Linked DNA regions of Mus musculus: region 1 is linked to region 2. A link is a contact called in public Hi-C data. All regions are on one chromosome and are shown on one strand. The core of a region is the stretch at or near the end of the contact, and the rest is flanking DNA. Distances in the headings are between cores, read along the strand shown.

Region 1 (7,000 bases), core at 1,967-4,466, 49 kb after region 2:
AGGCTGCAAGCTGACCTTGAGCCTGTTTGCAGTGCCTCCTCCAATGCATGGTGCTTGCTGGGGTTCAGGGGATTGCCGCTTATCACCTCCTAGCATCGTGGAAGGTGCAGAGCTAAATCCACACAGGTCTGCGTTACTGGGTAAGGACACAGAGACCGAGGAGGCTCATGTGACTTTATCCAATGATGCTCATTTCATAAAGGTAGCCTAGGTGCATCTCCCGCCTAAAACCCCCAGAGTTTTACTAAACCATTTGCCTTCTACTGATAAAAGTGAAACAGAAAGGCTAAGCAAGTTTGCTCCGGGGGACTGCTCTGTTGAATATTTATGTTTTTTATCAGTTAAAACACATTGTCTTATTCAAGTATGAGCGTATGGAGGAAAGGGTCACCACACATTCTTTTAAAGAGTCAGACAGGGGATGTCTTAGTCTGGAGACTCCCAGACTCCAACTCAAGCATTCTGTGATGCTTTTGTATCAAAGAAAGCAACCAGAGACATCATATCAATAATAGGTGTGGCCAGAGACAGTGTATCAATCAATAGACGTGGCTGTCCTGCAAGAAACTAAGCGATAGAAATTGCATGTAATTTTCATGGAAATATTTTTCCCTTCTCCCAGAGCCATTTTAAAAATATTAAAAAACTTTGCTAATTACATGGGCTGCATGAAAATTAGAAAATGGAGAGATCTGAGCTTTGAAGGGATAGACAGACAGACAGACAGATGGTGCACTTTGAGCATTGAATTCTTTCACTCTGTTCATGGCTTCTGCTTCCTGATTGGGTTCCTGCTTGACTCCCTCAGAGCTGAACTATGATCTGAAAGCGTAAGCTGAGTAAAGCTGTTCCTCTTCTAAGCTGCTTTTACTCACACAAACAGAAAGAAGACCAGAGTAGTGGTCCCTTGTTTTGCTGCTTAGATTTGTGGTTGTTGTATGCTTGTTTGCTGGTTATGAGAGAGATTGTACTGGGAAGGTCAGTGTTGGTGGCTTAGGTCACACATACATTGTTTACCAGATATTTCTTGCCTGTGACTTTCTGGTAACCCCACTTTGCTATGACCCATGCCACTAAACTTTCCAGAAACAAACAAACAAACAAACAAGCCAACACCCATAGTCTCTCGTGTCTATTCTAAGCAGATTCTGGCTTCCCAGAGCATGAATGATCAAGTCTTTGTATCAAAGGATGGGTGTTATGATCTGCCACAGGTGATGGATGGGTCAGTAGGCCGCAGCATCCGTGTCACATGCCTGTCCTGTCAGAAATCCACAGATAAGCAGAATTCGTGGCACTGGGAACAGTTAGAAGTCCTAGAGCCCAAACGTCTGAGAAGCAGAGCCTTTGATGCTAAAGCAAGAATAAGATGGACATTTCAGCATCAGAAGAGCACATGAACATTCATTCACCTCCCTACGCCACCCAGGTTTCAGCAGACCAGACACCTCTCCTCCATACTGGTGAGGGCCATCTCTTCACCTGTTAGCAACCACTGATGCAGATCCCTTCTGAAACATCCTGGAGGATACAGGCAGAAGTGACACTTTACCCAGCCATCAGGGCATCTCTCAGTCCAGCCAAATTGACAGAGAATATCAGCTGTCACATCAGCCTGACATTAATGATGCTAATCCATCTCTCTGTTGATATTAATCATGACTATTATTATGTGACCATGACAGACTTAATTCCTTCCTAAGGGAAAGAAACCTCCAAACCCTGTAATTTATTGAACACATCTACCGTCCTGGTCTTCTTGTTAGGCAGAGGCATGTCAGCAGGAAGAATAGGGGAGACTGGTGTTTTAGTTGCCAACATCTCATTCACTGACTCAGCAACTGTTCATTACTGACCAAGTTTAACTGCACCTGCATGGACATGATTGGTCCTAGAAACTAGAACAAGATAGGTCAGGTGACAAGTTCAAGAATGTAGTCATTAAGATCTTGTGTCTCATGTAGCCCTGGGTGTGAAGTAAGATTGGGTAAAAATAAAAGTACTTAAGACCTTCTAAGTCCTCATGGACTTGTCTGTAAATAAGAATAACGTTGGCATCTTCATTGCTGGCTCGTGTGAGGGTTAAATGGATTGCTGTATTTGGACCCATATCTACTGCACACAATTGCTGAATTTCATAGAATTGTTCTGAGCCTGCATGTATGTCAAACACACTCCAATCTCCTTTTAAATATGAATAAATAATTCAGAACTGTGAAATTATTTTTCTCCAGGCCATGCAGGCACAAAATATAGAGGAATAGAGAAAGAGATGAGAGAGAGAGAGAGAGAGAGAGAGAGAGAGAGAGAGAGAGAGAGAGGAGGGAAAGTTAAGAGAGATCAAACAAATCTTTAGAAATTTTTATTATAAAAGTACTTGCAAAAACAACAACAGTGGCAACAAATCTATGCATCAAAATTAACCAGACTGGAAATCTATACATCTCAGCAAGCTTCTATACAGTTAGAATAGCTGCTCTGAAGCTGTGGATAAGTGCATGGCTGTGGATAAATGCATGAAACAGATACTCAGCAGTGAAAGTGTAAGATACAATGTGAAGTCCTTTTAAGGTTTATTATGCATTTTATCTGTATGCACATTTGCAAGCATATATGTGTATGTACCACATGTGTGCAGTGCTAGAGAAAGACAGATCTCCTAGAACTGGAGTTACAGTTGTGAGCCATCATATGGGGGTTGAGAACCCAACCCTGGCCCTCTGCCAGAGCAGCAAGTGTTCTGAATAGCTGAGCCATCCCTCCAGCCACACAGACATAGTTAGGTCTTCTAAGTACAACGGGGGTAGGTTCATTTATCTGAAAAAAGAATGGCAAAGTTCACTGTCCATGTCAGTATTAAAGTTCGAATGAAAAGCAGAAGACCCCCGAACCACACCTGGATTTCTGACTTTCAAAATACCTTCTGGCTATCTGTCAGTGCAGGCTGGCTTCTGTTCCTATTCGCCTGCCTGGAGGCTGCAGCTTCTTTAAGGAGATTGATTTGTGACTCCCAGCATCTGGAAACCACTCATCTCAATGTAACCGTGTGATTTGGGGAGAGCTGGAGCTGAGCCATTTTGCCAGAAAATGATGAAGACAAAGTCCAGGAATATTGCGAGCTTATCAGGAAAATCGATTCCTCTAACAAGGAAGTGAGTCACTATTGATTTCTTTTTCTCTAATTAGACTCTGAACCCTGGTAGCTTTTTGTGAGTGATGGCAGTTTGCTCTCACTAAATGTGTTTCTCACTCGGCAGTGGAGTGCAACATGCTTTCAAAAGACCGTGTTTCCTCTCTTGCTTCTTCCAATTCTTGAAGATTGTTAGCATGGGAGCTTTTAGACGCTTGCTGTGGTGGTGTCAGGATGCTGTCAGACATTCTCTGAGTGTCCTATCCTATGCAGGAGCCTGGAGCTGGAGAGAGGGTTGGCACAAGGGACAGATAGTGCACAGCAATAGCTATGGACAGCTGCTATGTAGTTATGGGGGTCAGTTGAGAAGCAAGCCAGCAGCTTTCAATCTAAGATGTCTGCATGCACACGGTACATAGTGGGTAGCTATTAAAGAAACCAGATGCTTCCCAGCAGCTCCTAGCTTCCCGCATCCTAGCAGATGTACTGTGGTTTGAAAATGAAATGGCCCCATAGGAACATATGGTAAACACCCGGAGCCAGCTGGTATTATCTTTGGACAGGCCATATAGCCCTTAGGAGGTGGGACCCTGCTGGAGGATATCCACCATTTATGGCAGGGATGGGAGGTTGTACAGCTTGACTGTACATCCTGTTCATCTCTGCTTCCTGACTTCTGGGCCAGCTTCATGGTTCCTGATGCTGGCCATTCCCACCATCATAGATTCATCCCCTCTGGGGCTATAACCCCAAATAAATCCTTTCTTTTCTGAGTTGCTCTTCATTCTATCTTGCAGACAAGGAACTGTTGACTCAACAGGACTGACAGGACCAGATGAGAACTGTTTACAAGGAAGGGCCATTGCCAGGTTTAGTCCTTAGGCACCTTCTGGAAGAAGAGCGCTGAGAGTCAGTGTGGCTGCCTGGGCAGGGTGGTGTGGTGATGAGCTTCAGAGACACGGGCACAGCATGCCACCATGGTGACTCCTGCTGAGTGTCCTTTCCGGTGCCTGGTGCCTTGGTTCATGTTGAGTCTCTCATTCAGGTGCTGCCTCTTGCATCACAGTGAAATTGCAAGTGAAGGCTGGAATTTCATTTTAGATTTGTCCCTTAACAAATGTTCATGCTCACAGTGACAGGTGGCAGCTTGGATGACTGACTGCACATGTCAGGACCATGAAGATGGACTTGGAGGCAGCCAGGTCACAGAAACTCTTTGTTTCTCTTTCTGACGTGGCCACATTAACTAAATAAATCTCCTTTTCTTGCATTTCTGTGTTACTCTATCTCTTTAATTGGTCTATTAAAGATGGCGGCTGAGCTTGGCTTGTTAGCTGCCAGGGCCCAGAATCTGACCCTAACAACCACGGGGCAACTTGAAATGTGACTGGTAGTAGTAATGATCCTCTGATACTGGCTTCTTCGCAAGATACGCGTGCCATGCGGGTGTCAGATGACATGGTCATATGAAGACTACACTTGACAACTTTTCTATAGATCTTAAATTATTCTAAAGCAAAGCTCACCTGACAATTAAACAAAAGCCCCCAAACTGTCCAAAAACTGAGAAGACTCGTGGCAAGCTTGGAGGGATGCCACAGTGCAAAAGGGAGAGCAGAACTGGTTGATGGGGACATGCCTGTGACTTGTAGTGATGAACTTGCAGGTGTCAGCAGACAGCGTTTGCTCTCCCCCACTTACTTCTTTGAGGAAATAATGCTTATCATTGATTTGATTGAAAGGTCTCAGTCCTTATTCTTCATTCCACTGGGTGATCGATCTGTCATCACTTCCGTGTATAATTATACTCGTATATAACTTTTTAAATTAACAACACATTTTGTTAACTGCCAAATAGTCACTCATTTCTCATGAAAAGAAGTTGCTGTCAGATTATATTTGTTAATATTTTCATGATCACTTCTGCACCAATATTCAGAAATTTGCTTTTATAATTTTATAATATTATATTATGCATCATGTACTGCTTCTGACAGGTGCTGTTTGTATTTTGGAAATTTTTTTTTGTTTCGCTATCTTCCTTAATTTTCTAATTATTTACAGCTTGAAAATGTTAGTGGCTTTTAATTTACACTATCTGTCGCAGTTACATTTCTAAGGCTGGTGCACAGCACCCAGGAAGCAGAGGTAGGGGGATCTCTGTGAGTTCAAGGCCACCCTGGTCTACACAGAGAGTTCTAGGCCAGCCAGAGCTACATGTAACATCTTGTCTAAAAAAAATACAGGTAATGCCATTAAAATGAATATATCTAGGTACTCAGAACTCTGAGTTAGTTAAATGAGCACCATTAGAATTTAGAAACCATCTTTCCCCAATTTTATCTCATTTCTGTCCCTTTTGTACTGTGATTTTAACACATACATTTCTACATTTAGGTTAAATATTGGTCAGGTTTTTTTCTGTCTTTGTTTTATATACCTGGAATGACATTGGATATATTATTCTGAAATTGTCTTACTATAATTTCATCTGTGCTGATGTGGTCATTATTTTTCACATACACCTTGACTTGCCAATACTTCTTGCTCTTGAGGGATATGTAGGTGGTTTTCAGTCTTTCTTTCTTGTGTAGGTTCATGTGTGTGCTCATGTCTCTGTGTGGTTGTACATGCACCTACATATGTGTGGCGGCCTGAAGTCAATGCCATGTGTATTTCTTAGTTACTCTCCACCTAATTTTTTTTGTGACAATCTCACACTGAATCTGTAGCAATCTTATCCAGGAAGACTGGCTGGACAGCAAGCCCCAGGGATGCACTTGTTTCTGCCTCCCCAGCATGGGGATAATACAATGACCAGCCTTTTATGTGGATTCTAGGGCACTGGAGTCATGCTTGCGTGGCGAGCGTTATACTCATTGAGCCATTTTTTCAACCCCAAATGCCCATTTTAAAGAGCTGTATGTATATGTATGTATGTATGTGTGTGTGTGTGTGTATACATTCACTTAATATCTCATCTTCAAGAGATCTGAGCCATCCCCTACCCCCAACCTTTTACCCACTGAACATCTCCCCATCCAACCCATCTTACCCACTGTGCCGTCTCCTCAGCTTCCAAGGTGCTTTTTTTTAATGTCCTTATTTGAAAACAGGGGAAATGTAATTTTGCATTTATAGTGTCTTGCACTCAGGGTGACACACTGGACACCAGCTCACACTCTGGTGACATGCTGGACAGCAGCTGTGATGTACTGATGTGCGTTGGTAGAACAGAAGTGGCATGCTCTCTCTGATCTCCCACAGCTGTGTGGCAGCATGCTCTGGCAGAGCTGATGCAAGAAAATGAATCTTATCCATAAGACTCAAAAACCATCATTCAATGAGAGGACACCTCGCTACAAAGATTATATGGAAAGTTTTTACTTCTGCAAGAGCGAATCACTACTCTCTGTGCCTAGAGGATGCTGTGAAGGACAGTCTATGGTTTTATATAACTTGGTAAATAACAGCCATGAATTAACACGGGAAATCTGGAACTGTAAAAGGACCTGCAGTTCTGTTATTCACAACATACTTATAGGCTGGCTGGCCTGATAGCCCGGCAGGTAAAGGTGGCGCTTGCCACCAAGCCTGATGATCTGAGTTTGATCCCTGGAACCCACATAATGGAAGGAGAGAACAGATCTCACATCTTCTTGTCTGACCTCCATACACACACTGCGGCTTGCACACACCCACACGTATGCATACACATATGCTTAAGGAAAGTGTGTGTGGTGTAAGTGTAGAAGTTGTCAAATTTTCAAAAGAATATATGAACACGCCCATGCAATGAGCACCTGGATGGAGAAGCGCAGACTATGCCTCTAACCCCTTTTTGGGCTCTGTTCCAGATGCTAGCCCACG
Region 2 (7,222 bases), core at 541-3,040:
TTTGCAGAGCATACCTACCGCAGGATGCAGGATGGTAGACCCAATGCAAAGTTTAAAAGAACAAAGTCTTTCACTTCTGCGCTTACACTACCTACAGAACTCCAGATCCCCTCTGAAATGGCAGCTGGCGCTCTGACTCTCTAGGAGGGATAGTGGAATGAATTGCATCAGGTTCCAGGTAGAAAAGAGGTGTTTCGGATGTGGGCAGGGAGCCTGCTCTAGAAGCCTATGTAGTGTGGTGGATCCCACTTCCCTAGCTCTCACAGCAAAGGGACAAGTCTGTCGAGCTAGCAGGGTAGAGTTAGGCAGTCTCATCTATTCCTCAAATGGTCTTGTCTGCCTTTTCAATTGGATGTCAGAGAAGTTGCCACTAGTGCCCAGATGAGATAGCCAAGAGTTAAATTGGAGGGGCCAAAGCTTTAGGTCTTAGACCACCACCGTCTCTGGTGGTTAACTATTGACACCGAAAGCATACAGTGCCAGCATTCTGCCCTACGCCAGCGCCTCTTGAGCTACGATGCCGTCCAAGTCTGTACGGTGTAACCACAGGGTCTCACTTTTCCTTGAGCTGATGGCCCCCTAAACATGGATCCCTTTGTGGTATTGGGAGCGCTGACATCCCTGCAATGCCCCGGGTACCCATAGAGACCTCTGCACATCCAGGAGCCTTGCACGTAAAGGAATCTACGAAGCTAACAGCAACTCCATCTTATGAATTTTACTCTCCTGGCACGGTTGCCATTTGGCTCTGTGCTGTTAAGCAGCCACGCTTTGCTTGGTTCTCTTCCAACTTTTCCAAACATGTGCCTGGCACCCACGCCAGCTTCAAAGGAAGTATAAATGTGACAGGAGACGTGCTGCGGGGTTGCGTTTGTGTATATGTGTTAGTGTGACTCTTAAAAAGACAAGTGTTAAGTTCTACAGAGTAGCAACTTTTACAAGGGGAATGCTAACTTTCTTGCAGACCAGTTACTTATGTTCGTTTAATATATTTCTTTAAACTCTTGGTATCTTAAGCTAGGGAGGCACCCTGGTAAGTGAAGGATCCCTGAGCCCCAGGATGAGGTACACTTTGTGGGCTGGGTGCTAAAGCTATGCAAAAGAGTACCCTTAGGCTGTGTCGGTCTTTCTGCCCCCAGGAGCTACCCATACCCACTCTGGCTGTGGGCACGAGTATGTTCAGGGCATGCATCATCCAAACTCCTTCTCCCACTTAAGGAAGCCATCTGGGCACCAGGGTTAGGGTAAAGTGCTTGGGCTCCTAAGGCAGAAGCTCTGCAAAGGTTTGGGTCCGCGCAGCTGTCTCAGCATGAGAAGCAACGGGTCCAGTGGATCCCAGTTCTCTAGGGATGAGTCCCATCTCTTCTGGCACCCGGACCCCAGAGGAAAGGTGTCAGAGGGAAAGGGACTCTGTGTTTCCCCAGTGTAGGCGCGCTGTACCTTGGATTCCAGGCTGCTGGTGGACGCAGGAGAGGGCGGCTGCTCTGTGCCCGTTGCCTCCCCGGTCAGTCCGTCTCCGCTGTCCTCGCGGGCGCCACTTGGAGGAATCATCGTGGCCGGCCGCGGGAACTGTGTTGGGCTTCTGGGGGAACCGCAGGCTCGTGCTTGATCGCTCAGTGCCGCCGGGTCCCCGGGATGTCCATCGCGCCAGGCGGCGGCGTGTGCCCTGGGGCCTCGCCTGACCAGGTCCTGCCCACCTCCCCGGCCTCCGCCCCGCCCCGCGCAGCGCCCGCAGCCACCTCACTGGAGATCGCGCGCCTCTAGTCGTGACTGCCGCCCACCGCAGCGGGCGGGTGGGCCCGGGCTGGCCCCTCCGAGGACGGGAGGCGGCGGCTTGGGGCGGGGCTGCGTGGTCGTGCGGGGAACCCAGGGCGGGAGGGGGCCGCGCCCACTCCGACAGTGTGGGAGATCCGCGCTGAGCGCCCGCGCTGGGTCTAGTGATGTTCTAAGGAAACCGCTCAGCAAACCCCCAAGGAACAGAAAAGAGAGTACAAACAAGTGCTATGGGCCACCTTCAGCGAACCCTTCATCCCTGGCGGCCCTGAGCATGAAGAGAGATGTGGTGGTACTTAGCTTAATTTATAGTTCAGTGACAGCAGGAACTAGTGTGGGCGTCCTCTGACCCATGGGCACTGCAATTTCCAATGTTCTGCTTTGATCTAAATCAGGCAGATAATACACTTGGTGTATGGACACCTGGTCCCCAATTTCTCCTACTGAGCCTCACAGGCTCACTATGGGTTAGGCATGGTCACTTCCATTTATAGACGAGGAAACCTAGGTTTGAAAAGGGTTGCTTAAAGCCACTCAGCTATAAATGGCAGAGCTTTTCAAATCCATGCCATTTGGACTGGGGTGCCTCAAAGCTAAGCCAGGCTTAGAGGCTGAAAGAAGTTGGGCTTCAGGGCTGGGCTTGCATTTTAGAACCTGCTTAGACCGGTGAACTGGACCGCTTTACTCAATCTCTTGGCATGGAGATTGGCAGGAGACAGAGCATCACTGGACCAAGGCATAGAAGGATCCGGTTTAGTTTTTAGACACAACAGAGTATGTAGCCAGAGGGAATACTTCTACATTTATAAAAAGCCTTTCGTACATGAATACTAGACTCCCTCCTTATTTTTATGTCTAGAAAACTAAATTTATTTTGTCATTTGGGATTAACATGTAGAGTAACTGGGTCATTTGTGATATTTTCATGTGCACATATAAATCCTTATTTCTATCTACTCTCCTCCAGCTCATCTCCAAAATCACAAACATTACCCAGGAGGCTCATGTAAGAATATAATTGAGGGTTCTAGGCCAGACTGGGCTAAGTAATGAGTTCTAGATCAGCCTGGGCTAAGTGATGAGTTCTAGATTAACCTGGACTACATAGTAACAACCTGTCTTAAAAGATAAAACAAAAGAAAAAAGATATGAGCAAAAACAACCCTAAAATCAAACAAACCCTGTTACCCACCCCCACCCCTCACCCCTGTGACTTAGACCAACCTCACCAGTAAGCCTGGAAGGCCCCAGGTGTTCCTCCATGAAACATAATCCTCATCTGTTAACTGGAAACAAAATTCTCACTAGCTGAAGTTGCACCAACAACCACCAGCCTTAGGTAGACACAGACAGAGGGACACAGCATCGGATAAATGGATCTTTAGCCCATGCCTGCTTTGTGGGAGATTGTTTTCTAGAATCAGCTACATCATGAAGCCTGTTCTCCTGGATGAGAAAAGTAAGAGATAGGTAAAAAGACAGGCAGACAGACAGATAGATAGATACTAGACAGACTGACAGAAGATAGATAGATAGATAGATAGATAGATAGATAGAGGCAGGCAGACAGATATAGGTAGATTAATCAAAGCACACTCACACATAATTAGCCAACTGACACGAGGGACAATACAGGACTCCACAAGTCTGTGCAAATGTGAAGTCAGAACTAATACAGGGCCAAGGGAGTTTTCCACAAGAGTGAAACTTCCCGGGTCTTCTATAGAGCTCTGCCTTGGGGAGAAAGCATACCCTGGCTAACAATAAGAAATCATTCATCTTCAGGTTTTAGGGTATATTTTTCATTCTTTTTTAAAATTGAAGATGCTATTCTCCTTTTTAGATGCTCAGCTCTGGTTATCAATAGGATTAGCGATTGATAATGATGTCTTCTAATGGAAATAGCACTTGGTGCTGGGGTTCAAACCCAGAGTTCCTATGCTTTTTGGGTACATACTCCACTACCATAGCCATTTCCACTTCCTATTCTTTTTTCTGTTGCTTTGATTTGTAGTTATTTTCTTCTTCAATAGAACTCACTGTCTGTCTACCTGCACTGTTGCCCCACTGTTAAAGAACAGAAGTTAAATAATGAAAGATGAAATGGGAAGGAATTCACTAGAGAAAACCACAAGAACAAGGGTTTACTTTTGTTCTGGGATTAATCTTCTACATCAGCCTTGAGGAATATAGGACTACAGGTCTCTACTACCACACTTGGTGTGGGGTTGTAGGAAAGCTACCTCCTTGGACCTTACCTTTGGCCTACTAACATAAATGGTAGGTATCTGGTGCCTGAGGAGATGAATCCTACAGCAAAGTGCTCAACTCACAAGCATGAGTGCCTGGGTTTGATCCCCATAAGCCACGTTAAGAAGCCAAGATTGGTGACCCACACTTGTGGGAGGCAGAGACAGGTGGGTCCTTGGAGCTAGCTGATCAGGTAGTCATGCCTATGCAGAGAAGTTCCAGGCCAATGAAAGACTGGTCACAAGTGGAAGATTGGTCTCAATCACAAGGTGGAAGACACCTGAGGAAAGACACCTGAAGCTGTCCTTTGATGTATACACACACACACACACACACACACACACACACACACACACATACATACACATACACACACACATACACACACATACACATACACAACATACACACACATACACACACATATACACACATACACACACATAAATACACACACATACACACACACATACACACACATACATACACACACATACACACCCACAAACATACATACACACACATACACACACATACATACACACACACATACACACACACACACATATACACATACAGAGAGAGAGAAAGAGAGAGAGAGAGAATGAGCCTATTTCTTACAAGTAAGAGTTGTCTGTCTATGGCTTCTCAAATAAAATCAAACTTTTTTTTTCACTTTTTTTAAAAATATTTTTTTATTACGTATTTTTCTCAATTACATTTCCAATGCTATCCCAAAAGTCCCCCATACCCTCCTTCCCACTTCCCTACCCACTCATTCCCATTTTTTTGGCCCTGGCGTTCCCCTGTACTGGGGCATATAAAGTTTGTGTGTCCGATGGGCCTCTCTTTCCAGTGATGGCCGACTAGGCCATCTTTTGATACATATGCAGCTAGAGTCCAGAGCTCTGGGGTACTGGTTAGTTCATAATGTTGTTCCACCTATAGGGTTGCAGATCCCTTTAGTTCCTTGGGTACTTTCTCTAGCTCCTCCATTGGAGGCCCTGTGATCCATCCAATAGCTGACTGTGAGCATCCACTTCTGTGTTTGCTAGGCCCCGGCATAGTCTCACAAGAGACAGCTATATCAGGGTCCTTTCAGCAAAATCTTGCTAGTGTATGCAATGGTGTCAGCGTTTGGAAGCTGATTATGGGGTGGATCCCTGGATGTGGCAGTCTCTAGATGGTCCATCCTTTCATCACAGCTCCAAACTTTGTCTCTGTAATTCTTTCCATGGGTGTTTTGTTCCCAATTCTAAGAAGGGGCACGGTGTCCACACTTTGGTCTTCATTCTTCTTTAGTTTCATGCATTTAGCAAATTGTATCTTATATCTTGGGTATCCTAAGTTTTGGGCTAATATCCACTTATCAGTGAGTACATATTGTGTGAGTTCCTTTGTGATTGTGTTACCTCACTCAGGATGATGCCCTCCAGGTCCATCCCTTTGGCTAGGAATTTCATAAATTCATTCTTTTTAATAGCTGAGTAGTACTCCATTGTGTAAATGTACCACATTTTCTGTATCCATTCCTCTGTTGAGGGGCATCTGGGTTCTTTCCAGCTTCTGGCTATTATAAATAAGGCTGCTATGAACATAGTGGAGCACATGTCCTTCTTACTGGTTGGGACATCTTCTGGATATATGCCCAGGAGAGGTATTGCTGGATCCTCAGGTATATGTTTTTCTCTAGTGAGTTCTTTCCCTTCTCGTCTTTTCTTATCTAGCTAAGTTTTAAGTCTTCTTCACCATATATCTACAAGGGTTTGCTGCTCTTTGCAGACTCCATCCTTACCCCATTTATCTCACTCAGGCTTCTAAATGAGTTCCATGATGTCATGGCACCCTTTCCTAAGCAATCATTGCAAAGTGGGCTGTCCTTGGACTGGGTGAGGATTTACATAAGGGCAGAAGTGGTGTCCTGTTCCTCTAGTTCCTCTAGCTGCTGGACACTCTGTTGGTTATGAGGATGCTGGCCACACAGTCCTGAGCTCTAAAATAGCCTAGTTATCGGTCACGTGCTCCTCCATTGAACAGAGGATCAGACTACATATGGGAAACAGTGAGATTTAAAATCAAGCAAGTTCAACATGAAGCATCTTGCCTTTATTGGCTCAGAAGGGTCACTGATATCCATGACTATGGGACTCTGTTCTAGTTTGTGTCTCTGTTGCTATGAAAGAACACTGGCCAAAAGCAACTAGGGTCAGGAAAGCATTTATTTGGCTTATAGGTATACTCCATCATTAAGGAAATAAACCAAAGCAAAAACTTGAAGCAGAAACCTGGAGACAGGAACTGAAACAGAAGCATGGTTTACTGGCCTGTAGTCCCTGGTTTGCTCAGCTTTCTTTCAAGCACCACCTAGGCTCATCTGCCTAGGGATGGCACTGCCCGCAGTGGGTTGATCATTCTGACATTGATTGCCAATTAAGAAAATGCCCTACAAACATGGCCACAGGCAAAATTGATCTTGGCAATTCTTTAGTTGATGTTACATTTTCCCAGTGACTCCATGCTTGTGTCAAGTTGACAGCTGAAGCTAAAATTGATATGCTTATAGATTTCCATGGGGGCAAGGGATCTTCCAAAGGGGAGTTGGATTCATAGCCTCTCTCTAGGAGCAGGCATGAAGTGTCCAAGCCAGGGCCGAGTTTGTTTCTGCGAGGCTCCCGGTACACACAGAAAGAACTCCATCTAAGATGGGACTTGAAAAATGTTCTACTTAGATGGCTACATCTTCTTCCAAGACCAATAGTGATCACATTTGTCACAGAGGATTTCTGGACCCAGTATTGTGTGACATTGATATAGTGATGACAATGCCTAAAGGATAGCAATAATCGGAGTGTGAGAACACAGTCAACCCACAGAGCTGTTCTTTGTGGCCCTTGCAGACCCTGATGTCTGTGTTATGCATGGCTGTGAATAAGACCTTTCCCTCTTCTGTGATGGGTTATTTTTGTCAACTTGACACAAGTTAGAGTCATCTGAGAAGAGGGAACCTTGACTGAGGAAGTTCCTCCTACAGGTTGGCCTGTGAGCATGTATATGGGGATAATTCTCTCGAACAACAACCAATGTGGAAATTCTCAACCCATTGTGGGTGATGCCACTCTGGTCAGGTAGACCTGAATTATATCAGAAAGCAGGCTGAGCAAGCCCAGAGAAGCAAGCCAGTGAGTAGCACTCCTTCATG

Evidence for each region. Hi-C and Micro-C count contacts between places; a contact is called where the count stands out from the background.
Region 1: a Hi-C map of the N1E-115 cell line shows a contact between it and region 2, with 2.6 times the contacts expected there. The contact joins the enhancer-like site here to the promoter of Stac in region 2. A contact is called at or near these places in 6 of 39 promoter capture datasets (3T3-L1-derived adipocytes, cranial neural crest, embryonic stem cells and 2 more), 2 of 484 Hi-C or Micro-C datasets (the N1E-115 cell line and nephron progenitors), 1 of 115 datasets of contacts at active chromatin or transcription factors (embryonic fibroblasts) and 3 of 9 other capture datasets (adipose tissue, embryonic stem cells and pancreatic islet).

What each region holds. Positions count from the first base shown.
Region 1 is chr9:111,736,480-111,743,479 of GRCm38.p6, forward strand. No RefSeq gene overlaps it. Among named protein-coding and RNA genes, the nearest start is that of Stac, 50 kb to the left of the region's middle. Within about 2 kb of position 3,217, at least 20 of the 459 cell types and tissues checked have an H3K27ac peak or open chromatin away from gene starts, as enhancers often do. A contact at or near this core is called in the N1E-115 cell line, where this site is marked.
Region 2 is chr9:111,688,558-111,695,779 of GRCm38.p6, forward strand. It overlaps Stac (src homology three (SH3) and cysteine rich domain), which reads right to left and starts at 1,791. Exons shown (of 11, transcript NM_016853.3): 1 at 1,441-1,791. The coding sequence starts at 1,551.